Regions from separate parts of the Oryctolagus cuniculus genome. Here regions 1 and 3 are each linked to region 2. Evidence: chromatin contacts called from public Hi-C data. All regions are on one chromosome and are shown on one strand. Each heading gives the region's core, a stretch centred on a gene start, on an enhancer-like site or on the middle of the called end of the contact. The rest is flanking DNA. Distances are from core to core; before and after follow the strand shown. Region 1 overlaps LOC103347857 (a long non-coding RNA gene). Region 2 has its middle 160 kb from the start of CSNK1G3. Region 3 holds the start of ZNF608 (zinc finger protein 608).

What was found. A called contact is a pair of places that touch in the nucleus more often than the background predicts.
Region 1: a contact with region 2 is called in a Hi-C map of an unstated tissue, with 3 times the contacts expected there. The contact joins two enhancer-like sites. A contact is called at or near these places in 2 of 6 Hi-C or Micro-C datasets (skin fibroblasts and an unstated tissue).
Region 3: a contact with region 2 is called in a Hi-C map of skin fibroblasts, with 6 times the contacts expected there. The contact joins the promoter of ZNF608 here to the enhancer-like site in region 2. A contact is called at or near these places in 2 of 6 Hi-C or Micro-C datasets (skin fibroblasts and an unstated tissue).

Annotation. Positions count from the first base shown.
Region 1 is chr6:14,042,855-14,046,172 of mOryCun1.1, forward strand. The region is part of intron 2 of LOC103347857 (a long non-coding RNA gene); the gene reads right to left. Among named protein-coding and RNA genes, the nearest start is that of ZNF608, 230 kb to the right of the region's middle. Within about 2 kb of position 1,982, at least 2 of the 8 cell types and tissues checked have an H3K27ac peak or open chromatin away from gene starts, as enhancers often do.
Region 2 is chr6:13,323,564-13,326,922 of mOryCun1.1, forward strand. No RefSeq gene overlaps it. Among named protein-coding and RNA genes, the nearest start is that of CSNK1G3, 160 kb to the left of the region's middle. Within about 2 kb of position 1,753, at least 2 of the 8 cell types and tissues checked have an H3K27ac peak or open chromatin away from gene starts, as enhancers often do.
Region 3 is chr6:14,274,207-14,277,179 of mOryCun1.1, forward strand. ZNF608 (zinc finger protein 608) reads right to left here and starts at 1,687. Exons shown (of 10, transcript XM_070076059.1): 1 at 1,567-1,687; 2 at 1,319-1,478. The coding sequence starts at 1,360.

The sequences.
Region 1 (3,318 bases), core at 732-3,231, 720 kb after region 2:
GAGAGGGAGAGTGAGAGAGAGAAGGTGAGGGAGAAAGAGAGGGAGGGAGGAAGGAGACAAATAGAGATCTTCCATCTGCTGGTTCACTCCCAAACACCTCCAACACGCAGGGCTGGGTCAGGTTGAAGCCAGCCACCTAGCCCTCCATCCAGGTCTCCCACACAAGTGACAGAGACCCAAGTACTTGACCATCACCTGCTGCCTCCCAGCGTACACATTAGCAGGGAGCTGGATCAGAAGCATCGCAGCGAAGGCTGGAACCATGCATCCAGGCATAGCATGCAGGTGTCCCAAGAGGCACCTTAACCACGACTGCACCAAACACGGTTGTATCACATCTACAAGGAACACTGTTTGTATAAATAACGGAGAATTTGGCTCTGAATGTGTCACCAAAATTCATGAGTATAGAAGCCTGCCAGAGGATGGATATAATTTGGGGACAGTCCTGTAATGAAACTATGCTTTCTTGTGGACTTCTAAAAGCTCTAACTTACTGATTCATCAGTCATCTGAAGTTGTCCAGGGCTTCCAAGGACACGTGAAGGCTGAACTCAACCTCTTAGGTCTATCAAATCCAGCCCACCCGTCACCCACCGCTCACTGTATTGTACCCACAGTGGCTTCTTTCACTCCACAAACTCCCAGCTACTGGGCCTCGGAGCTTCTGCATTTTCTATTTTCTCTTCCAAAGCAAATCTCACCCCCAGATGTGCATGATCCTCTCCACTCCAGTCCCAGCTCAGCTGCACCCCTCAAAGCTCGACTTTCCTGATGCCTGTGTCTCAGTCACTGTCACCCCTTCTTCTCTGCCCTCTGATCCCACTCTTCTTATTCATAGCTTTCCTCAACATACAGCCTTACATTGCATCACAACTAACGCAGGGATAAGTTTCCTGAGAGCAGCAATGTTATTTACCCATGAGGCTCCAGGATAATGCCTGGGGCACAGTAGGCCTGCGTTACATTTCTGATGATTAATTCTGAAATATTTTCGTGTGAGTAGGATGATGCAGTATAGGTGGGCATCAATTAATCCTCAACAATATCAATTCCTGCGGCTGTTTTAACGTCTAAAGGAATATTAGAAATGTATTGGGATTGGTAGAGCTGATGATGTTTAACACATAGGATTGACCAGGAGGGATACGAAAGGACTCAGATCTCCGAAATAAACATCGGATAAATCAATTTCCCACAGCTCTGCTGGCCCAGAGGCCGGAATGCGCTTCTTCCCTCGCTACTCCTTAGAGGCCCCAGTGGCTTGTGACAAGGGAAGGTTGAAAGCACACCGGAAGAAGCTCCTGCCTGCTTCCGAGTAAGCCTTTCACATGCAAGAGGGGAGTGGATGTACCCAAGTGGGGTGGGCAGGAGAGGGCCGCTCTGCACTGCACACTAGGCCTGCGTGCTGACACGTGTCTGTAAGACCAGCAGAGCCTGCTCAGAGCCATGCCAGCTGATCACAAGGCCGCAGGGGCGGGAGTGCAGGCCTTGCTGGCTTCCAGCCTCTGTCGGCCAAGGCTACCCCTCAGAAACTGGCAGGCACCCGGGTTACAAGCGTCACAGAATCAAAGCCAGTCCCCCCTCAGCTGTAATGACACGCCACAGAGACATGTGGGAGAGAGCACAAGTGAATCGGTGACTACTCTGTTCTGTCTTCCAGGGTGAGTTACTGTGCGGATCCGACACTGAAGTCTTTGTTACCTGCCCGAAACAAGCCGGTGGGCTTGTTTTTGTTTTTGTTTTTGTTTTGTTTTTGGTAAGGGAAAGCACGCTGACCTCACTTTCCTTCCGCATCTTCACTGTTGCCCTGTTCTTTCTTCTGTGAAATAGGACTCGGACACATGTGTTGGCAGGACTCCTAATCGGCCTCCGCCTCCACTCACCTGCAGCTTCCCGTCGGCTCTGCCTGGCACAGCCTCCTCCTGTCTTGGCAGAGAAGGTGTTTCGGGTCTTCATGTGAGGAGGCAGTGACCGTCTGCCCAGCTCTAGCCTCACAAAAGCTGCAGGAGCACCTCCCTCAAGTTTTGCCGAATCTGCCTGTGTCGACGACCCAGCGACGCCAAGGGCCGTTTCTCAAAACAGATCTCCCGCAGGGGCGGGGAGGATGTGACAGGCCTCCCTCTCCTGATTTTTCCACGGACCAAGCAAGAAATTCTGTCTTCCCTATAGCACAACCTGGCTTTATTAGGATCTGTATTTTTCTTAGGAGCCTTGTGCTTTGTAACACAGTTGTTCATTGTCAAAGAACCACGTGACCGGGAAGAGGTCACAGGAGCGGTTCTGCAAGCAGGGAGGAACTCAGCCGTTACAGTTGATCGCGCTGCTCTGGGCGGGCCCTGCCAGGCACCCAGGTGGGGTACCTGGCTCTTCTCCCACAACAGCAGGCTCATTTCCAAAAGACTAAATCAAGTCAACGTTGTCACTCGGTCCCGTGGACCACAGCTCACTTATCTACCCGCCTGGCCATGCAACGGACTCCTACAGAAAGCAACTGTCACGGAGGATCTGCTTCTGCTCAGAAGGGACATCATGAGCCCTGAACCTGAGGTTGAACGAAGTCCATGAGCTGCAGGTACATCTGACCAGATGAGCAAAGCCAGATGAGAAAGAAGGGCTTTCTTAAGCAAAGAGCAACAGAGACAACGGCCAGGAGTCCCCTCCCGAATTTGTGTACAGAGGATGATTTCAAGTTCACCTGTTTGGCTGACTGCCACTCAGACCCCTAACACAATGAGACTGCGGGCCAGTGACCCCACCTACATTTACACAACAGGGAACTGGAATGACAACAAATCAAAACCTGTTCTCTCCCAGCAATAATTATTTCTTAGAATCAGGGCTGACCAACTACACAGCCTTAGTCATCAGCGTTATTACCAACACGCTGAGTCAATAAAGTATGTACGACGGCCAACACCTCATTTAAAAATTATACTTGCCTCAGAAAGTTATTTTTAAAATGACCTTCACTTAGATTTAGTGAGGTCATCCCATAATGTCCTCACTGAACAAGGCAAATGACATGTTTCTTTTAATATAGCTGATTTCCAGCACCCTAAGTGAATGGCCACAGAATTATTAGCCACCCTCCCTGCCCCCAACCACGTGCTGTTATTTCTCACCATCAAGACAGATTCAAGGGGCCGGCACTGTGGAGCAGTAGGTAAAGCCACTGTTTTCAACACCAGCATCCCACATGGGCACTGGCTGCAGTCCTGGCTGCTCCACTTCTGATCCAGCTCTCTGCTGTGGCCTGGGAAAGCAGTGGAAGACGGCCCAAGTGCTGAGCTCACGTGGGAGACTTGGAAGAAGCTC
Region 2 (3,359 bases), core at 503-3,002:
GGGCTGGGAGGTTGACGTTCCAGTGTTCCACAGCACAGGAGGGTGACTCCGGCCCACGGCAGCGTGTACTTCATGACGATCCAGAGAGAGGAGCGTGAAGGCTCCAAATGCAGAGAAGTGGGAAATGATGGCGCTGATACTCACCCTGTGCCATCATCACACATAGTGGACACTGTACTCCATAAATATGTACTGTTATTAAATGCCAATTAAACAGAAAACGGAGTCCAGTGACTTAACATTACAAAGTAGAAGCCAGTGCAACCAAAATACATCTTTGTGGTAGTTAGACTTATTGGTGTGGACATGTTATGCAGTAACAAGGGACTCTGAAAATATTTCCTTGTAGAGTTTGGTTGTAATTTTGTTTGCTTTGTTATGCTCTGGGGCCACATTTTTAGCAGAAGGGCACTGTAGAAAGATGCCATATGTTTCTTTTGGCCTGTGTTTAGAACAAAAATCTACATCAAACTATGAATAAGATTGATTCCAGGTTTTAAAGATGTCTGTAACGGAGTTGACAACTTTATTGTTCTTGAAGACAACTCTCTATGTGACCACTTGATGGCAGCATTTACTTCAGCCTAATATTGAACCTCAATTTTTTTTTTTTTTTTTCCCTCTCTAGGTTGTTCAGCCTCGTTTAACATCAGTGGTGGAAAAGATTGATAGCAATGCAAATGTATTTATAACCACGAGAGATAGTCACCTTCCACCCCAATTAGCCTTTGCATTGATTTACCGAGGAAAAACATCTATTACTGAAAAACTCTTACAGATTAGTGTTGCATTATTTGGTTACAGTTAAAATATCTGCAGGAAAAGTGATCTGACAGATCTCACTTTAACCAAAAACGTTCTCTCCCAATAATTAAGCAAAATAAAAAGATGTAGCATCGGGAATGCAGCTCTGGTTCAGAATACCGTATGACATTTCCCCCTTCACTCTTTATACTTATTTGAATATTTTTTAATAATGAGCTTGTGTCACATTTTAGATCTTTAAAAAGATTTATTCATGAGCTGTTGCTTGGATAAAGCCATTGATCTACCAAAAAAAAAAAAAATCCCATTTCTCAATTTCTTTGTGAGAATATAATTATGGTTTGAACTTGTCTTTTTTTTTTTTTCCTCTCTATGAAAAAGCTTCCTGCCTCTGGAAATACATTTTTGCATCCCCAAAAGGATGGGGCTGCAGCTGAGTGTTTCCTGCAGAGGAAAACCTACCAGTAACGATTCTATAAACATCCTGGCAACCACTTTCTAAGGGAGGGGGAACTAGGAGAACTCCCGTTGGAGATTTACATGGAGCACAAATTGGTAGAGATTTATAAGGCAGTAACGATTTAGTGCTTTCGGCTTGGAAGAAGGGAATAGGTTTTTTATTTGTTTTTCAGCCGCCCCCTCCTCTCCCTTGGCTCCTCATTTCTCTTAAAAAATAATGGCGTTTGGAAAAGTTTGGTGGCTTTTTGTTTTCTGAGCTGTTACTGGGGAAGATTCCCCATATTATAATTCATTGCCGCTGGAATTTATATGTCAGAGCAAGGTTAAGGTCCTCAGCAGTAGTGTTGTAAAGCAGACTCGGCCGAGGCCACCAGGGCTGCCTACACGGCCAGCAAGCAGCAGAGGAAGTCTGGGGCTGTGTGTATAAATATCTCGGTGAGTGTATATAAATATTCTGGGGCTGCGATGCAGGCTCTGTGTTTTCACAGGCTCAGCTCTGTCTTCCGGAGCCCCGTGCCTGTTTACGTACACACAATTGTACATGTGAGCTTGGGCGTTCTGGGTCTCTGTGCAGAGACTTATGTTCCATATTCATCCTGAGCGCTTCTCACGCTAGCGTAAAACAGTGCTTTTATAACAGAAGTAATCCGCGGTTATGGAAACCTGAGAAAATATGTGCAAGTGAAAATAAAGCATGCCATATCGCGCTGTGAGCTGAGCTTACGGTCTTCTGGTTTTTATGTACACACACGTATATCTAAACAAATATATATTATACAAATTGGATCACAGATTAGCCTTGTGTCGCTTTTCCCATCCCGGCTGAATGCTGCACAGCTCACTTCTGTTCCTTATCTCTTTTAACACAGTGCGCAGTTCTCATTTCTCTAGTTCTCATTATGAGGACTGCTCCCTGGCTTGGATCCCTGGAAAAGAAACCTTGAAGTGATCGCACTGTAGATGATCCCCGGGTCTGATTGTGTACATGCGGGGATTCGCAAAGCCAGCCGCACTCCAGATGGCCTGATGACAACAGGGGATACTTTCACAATTGTATAGGAAGTTTAAGTCTTGATTTGACAGGCATAATTGCTGATATGTTCAGTCTCAGATGGAATCAATGTGGAAAAGAAAAGGAAAATAATAGCTCTGACAGCTTTCCCAAGCTGCAGTGTTGGCTGTCTGTGAAGCCCTGGTAAAATCCAGCCAGCAGTTTGGGAAGAAAAAGCTTAAGTGAGCACAGGAGAGAGGGGCTGCTTGTCTGTTGTGGAGTGCTTTGTTTTCAGTTTGCCCAGTGCTCTGAAATACCGAGTGCCACAGAGCTGCGCTGTCCCCATCACCGATGGAAGGCATACTTGAGCTGGTTACCCACAGTTGCCTACGGCAAGTCAGAATAGCCCCAACAGCCCTCTCACCAGTCACTCCCTGCTGTGCTTTGTTCCTGAACACGCATAGCCTGCCATGGACTTGAGGTTTCCACTCAGAGCCTGGCCACTGGAACTGGAGTTGGTGTCGATGTGCTTGGTCTCCCAGCGTGTGGTGGTCTGAATACAGGTACCCAGTCTGCTTCCAGTGAGGACTCTGCCTTGATCCTCAGCTGTGTTGGATCTCAGAAAAGAGAAGGGAGAAATGTGCAGGTGGTTTATGTGGAGGGTGGAAGTAGAGAAAATATTGAAGTGACTGAGGGGCCGGCCATCACATGTTGGGACTCTCCCAAAATTCTGAAGCGATCGTATGATTTGGCAAGTTTGTTCAATGGGAAGGGTATGCTCTGTAGGATAAGGACAGTTTCTGGTTTGGAGCAGTTGACTACTGGGTCTGATTTATTAATTTATTTTCTATATTTTATTGAAATACAATATACACACAAAGAAATGCACATTAAGCATATAGATAAATGTGTTTCTTTGTCCTCTGATCACATTCATAACCAACACACAAAAATAAAACATTACAGAAGACTGTATTATCTGCTACATGGTATATTCAGTGAAGCAACATTTATAAGTCTTTACCAAATGATATGATATCCACACAATTTTTATACTCTATTAAGATAAATAATAGAAACTGTGATATTTGTCGTTATGGGTCTGGCTTATTTCACTTAGCACAGTTGTATCCATTTTGTTGGA
Region 3 (2,973 bases), core at 437-2,936, 950 kb after region 2:
AGGACACTTTTCCCCTCCTGGTACTCGGCCGGTGCGTGTCCCCGCGTGTCTCCTCCTCCTCCTCCTCTTCCTCCTCCCGCCGCCCCCGCCCGCGTCGAGTGGCGCGGAGCCCCGGCTTCGTCTTTTTAATTAGCCGGCGTCGGGAAAGCTAAAAGCAGTAATGAATCGGTGATGGATGGGGAGCGCGGGGTGGGGGGCTCCGCGGGAAGCGCGGGGCTGCGGGCGGGGGCGGCGGGCTCGCGGGGCGGCCAACCACCGCACCGGAGCGGGCCCGCCCGCGTCACGTGCGCGCCGCGGGCTCCATTGGCCGTCGTGAGAGCGAAAATGGTGACAAGGTATCAAGAAAATACTGATCTGGTCTTTAAAAAAACACACACACACACACACACACACACAACCAGTCAGCTGCTGACGGTCTGTCCCCGCGCTCGCCCCCGCGCCGGGGCGGCCCGCACGTGCTGCGGGCTTCCCCCGCACCCACCCGAGCCCCGCACCCACCCGAGCCCCGCGTCCTGGGGTCTGCCCGGGGCGCGGGGAGCCCAGCAGATGTTTTGCAGAAACACCTTATAAACCTTTCCTCAACTTCGCTCCAATTTGTCGGCCGGGGCCGGGGGCTGCTCGGGGGCGTTTGAGGGGCTCCCCACCCCCACACTGCCACCCCACCGCCCTCGTAGGAAACAAAGAACCGTCTCGCGAGCTCCCGGGCCGAGCCCGGGAATAAACACACCGTTGTTACTATTTGTGGGTTTGTTTGGGTTGGGTGGGGCCTTTTTTTTTTTTTTCCTCTCTTCCTTTCTCAATGGTATTTGGAGGGCTTGCTTGCTTTTTTTTTTTTTTTTTAAGAGGTGGAAAAAACGGTCCTCATCACCATTGCACTGGGACACGGGTCTGAGATTAAATTATTGGACACTGGGACGTGGCAGGGGGACAGAGACCCGGCTGGGTCCCCTCCCCCTTCTCCGGGCTCGGCCTGGGGAGGGGGCTGCCCCAGCCGGGACAGCAGAGGGAGGGCGCAGGCGGGCGAGAGGACTGACCCTGTGGCCCGGGACCTGGAGCTGCGTGGCTTCCATCGTCCTGCGGGTTGCAGCCCCGCAAGGGCAGCTCGCTGCAAGTCCCCCCGAGCGCCCGGAGGAGCGGAACTGCGTGAGGTTCAACTCACGCTGCAGCCTCCGCTGGGTAACACGGCTCCCCGGCCCGGGCTGCTGCAGAGGCGCAAGCCGGACCCTGGGGCCAGCTCCGCCTTCCAAGCACTCCCCTGCCTCCAGTCCCCGCTAAGCGCCAGAGAGAGAGAAGAGACACACCACGCAACCGTACTTACGGTCTGTCTGGCACCGAGTTGACCTTTTCCTTCTAACTGCATTGAATGTGTGTGGTGGTGGTGGTGGTGGCGGCCGCTTTATTTTGGAAATTCTAATCTCTTCAACAAATTTATTAGGAAAGAAGATGGACCATCAGAGTGTCACAGACCGTCCTGTGTACTTTTTATAAAAAAAAATGTAAAGTTAAAAAAACAACAACAACAACGAAAAAAATCTTCCCCTCCCTCCCCCTGCCCCCAGTGCCTACACGCGCAACCGGCTTGGTGTGCAGCACCGAAATCTGGGCTGGAACTCAACGCACGCACACGCGGGGGAGCGCAGCAGAGCGAGCTCCCAGCCGCTGTACCTGAAAGGGACTTTTCTTTGTTCGCAGTGCCCTTTCGCATCGGGCCAATCAGAGAGCAGCTTTTATGAAACCGGGCCCTCCGATTGGCCGGCTGCTTTCTCGGGGCTACTGGAGGGGGCCGAGAGACACCCGCGTATAAAGCACACCCTGGGCGCGGGTGGGGTGCGCCGGGGGGGTGGGCTGTGCAGACAAAGCGCTTTCTTTTCCAACCAGATCGGGGGTGAGGAACCTCCCGCAGGAAGAGAAAAAAAAATGACTGCCTCATTCACAGAAAACACTTATTTATTAAAACACAGCTCCAACAGGCTGCGAGGCCAGGCTGCCGGTAAATGCAAGGGTGAGGGTGTGCAGGACGCAAAACGCGGTCGCTCGCGGGCAGCGGGAAGCCGAGGAGCGGCGAGCGCCCGGGGGCCGGCCCTTCCCGGCTCCGGGGGCTTGTAGCCCCGGCTCCCGACACGGATGCTGCGAGTCGCGGCTCGGGCCTCGCACCCTCCCCCACCGCAGGGTCCAGCCTGCAACTCCCCCCCCCCTTTTTTTTTTTAACTCGCTGATTAAATAAGAAAAATCGATTCGGGGGTAGAGGCGGTGGTTGGGGGAACCAGTAACCCTTTTGTTGCCAGGCTCCTGGTCCTCGAGCGCTGGCAACCATTGCAGCGCCACTCTGGGAAGAGATTTTCCCTGAACAAGGCTTTTCCACCTGGTCTTAGGCGGCTCCAAAAAAAAAAAGGCTGAAAGATAAAATAAAGCCCCAGCCAACCGAATTAACGCCAAAGGCCAGGATTATTTTTTTTTTAAATGAAAATCGATGGGTGGTAGAGAAATATTCTAGGCAGATTAACCCCTTAGACAAACCCAGGTGGCAATTTTTCAGTCGCCCTATCCTCGCCCCCAGATCTGTAACCCTATCTCGGGGTGGGGGTTAAGTCCTGGAAAGACCGGGACTGCAGCCCCTAGACAGGGAACTTCCTCTGGATTTATGGTGGGAGGAATGCCAGCAGCCGAGTTAATGGGACTGTGAGGTCACAGGATAAGAGAGGTTAATATGAAATAACAAGTTGAGCATTTTACTGTAATAGCTGTTCCAAGGGTACCTAAGCTAACGTGTTTATATATTTTAAACCTTTAGACCACATTTTAAATATTTCATTGCAATTTCCCATTCTTTTCTTCGGGAGATGGAATGTGGACATCTTAAAGCCAGAAAGTGCTGCGAATTTAATCAAAGGCATCAGGATCCCAGGTTTTGAAGGGGCGGGTACTGCTGGGACGGTAACTTCCACGGGACAGTGGAGGTGTCTACCTCACAGG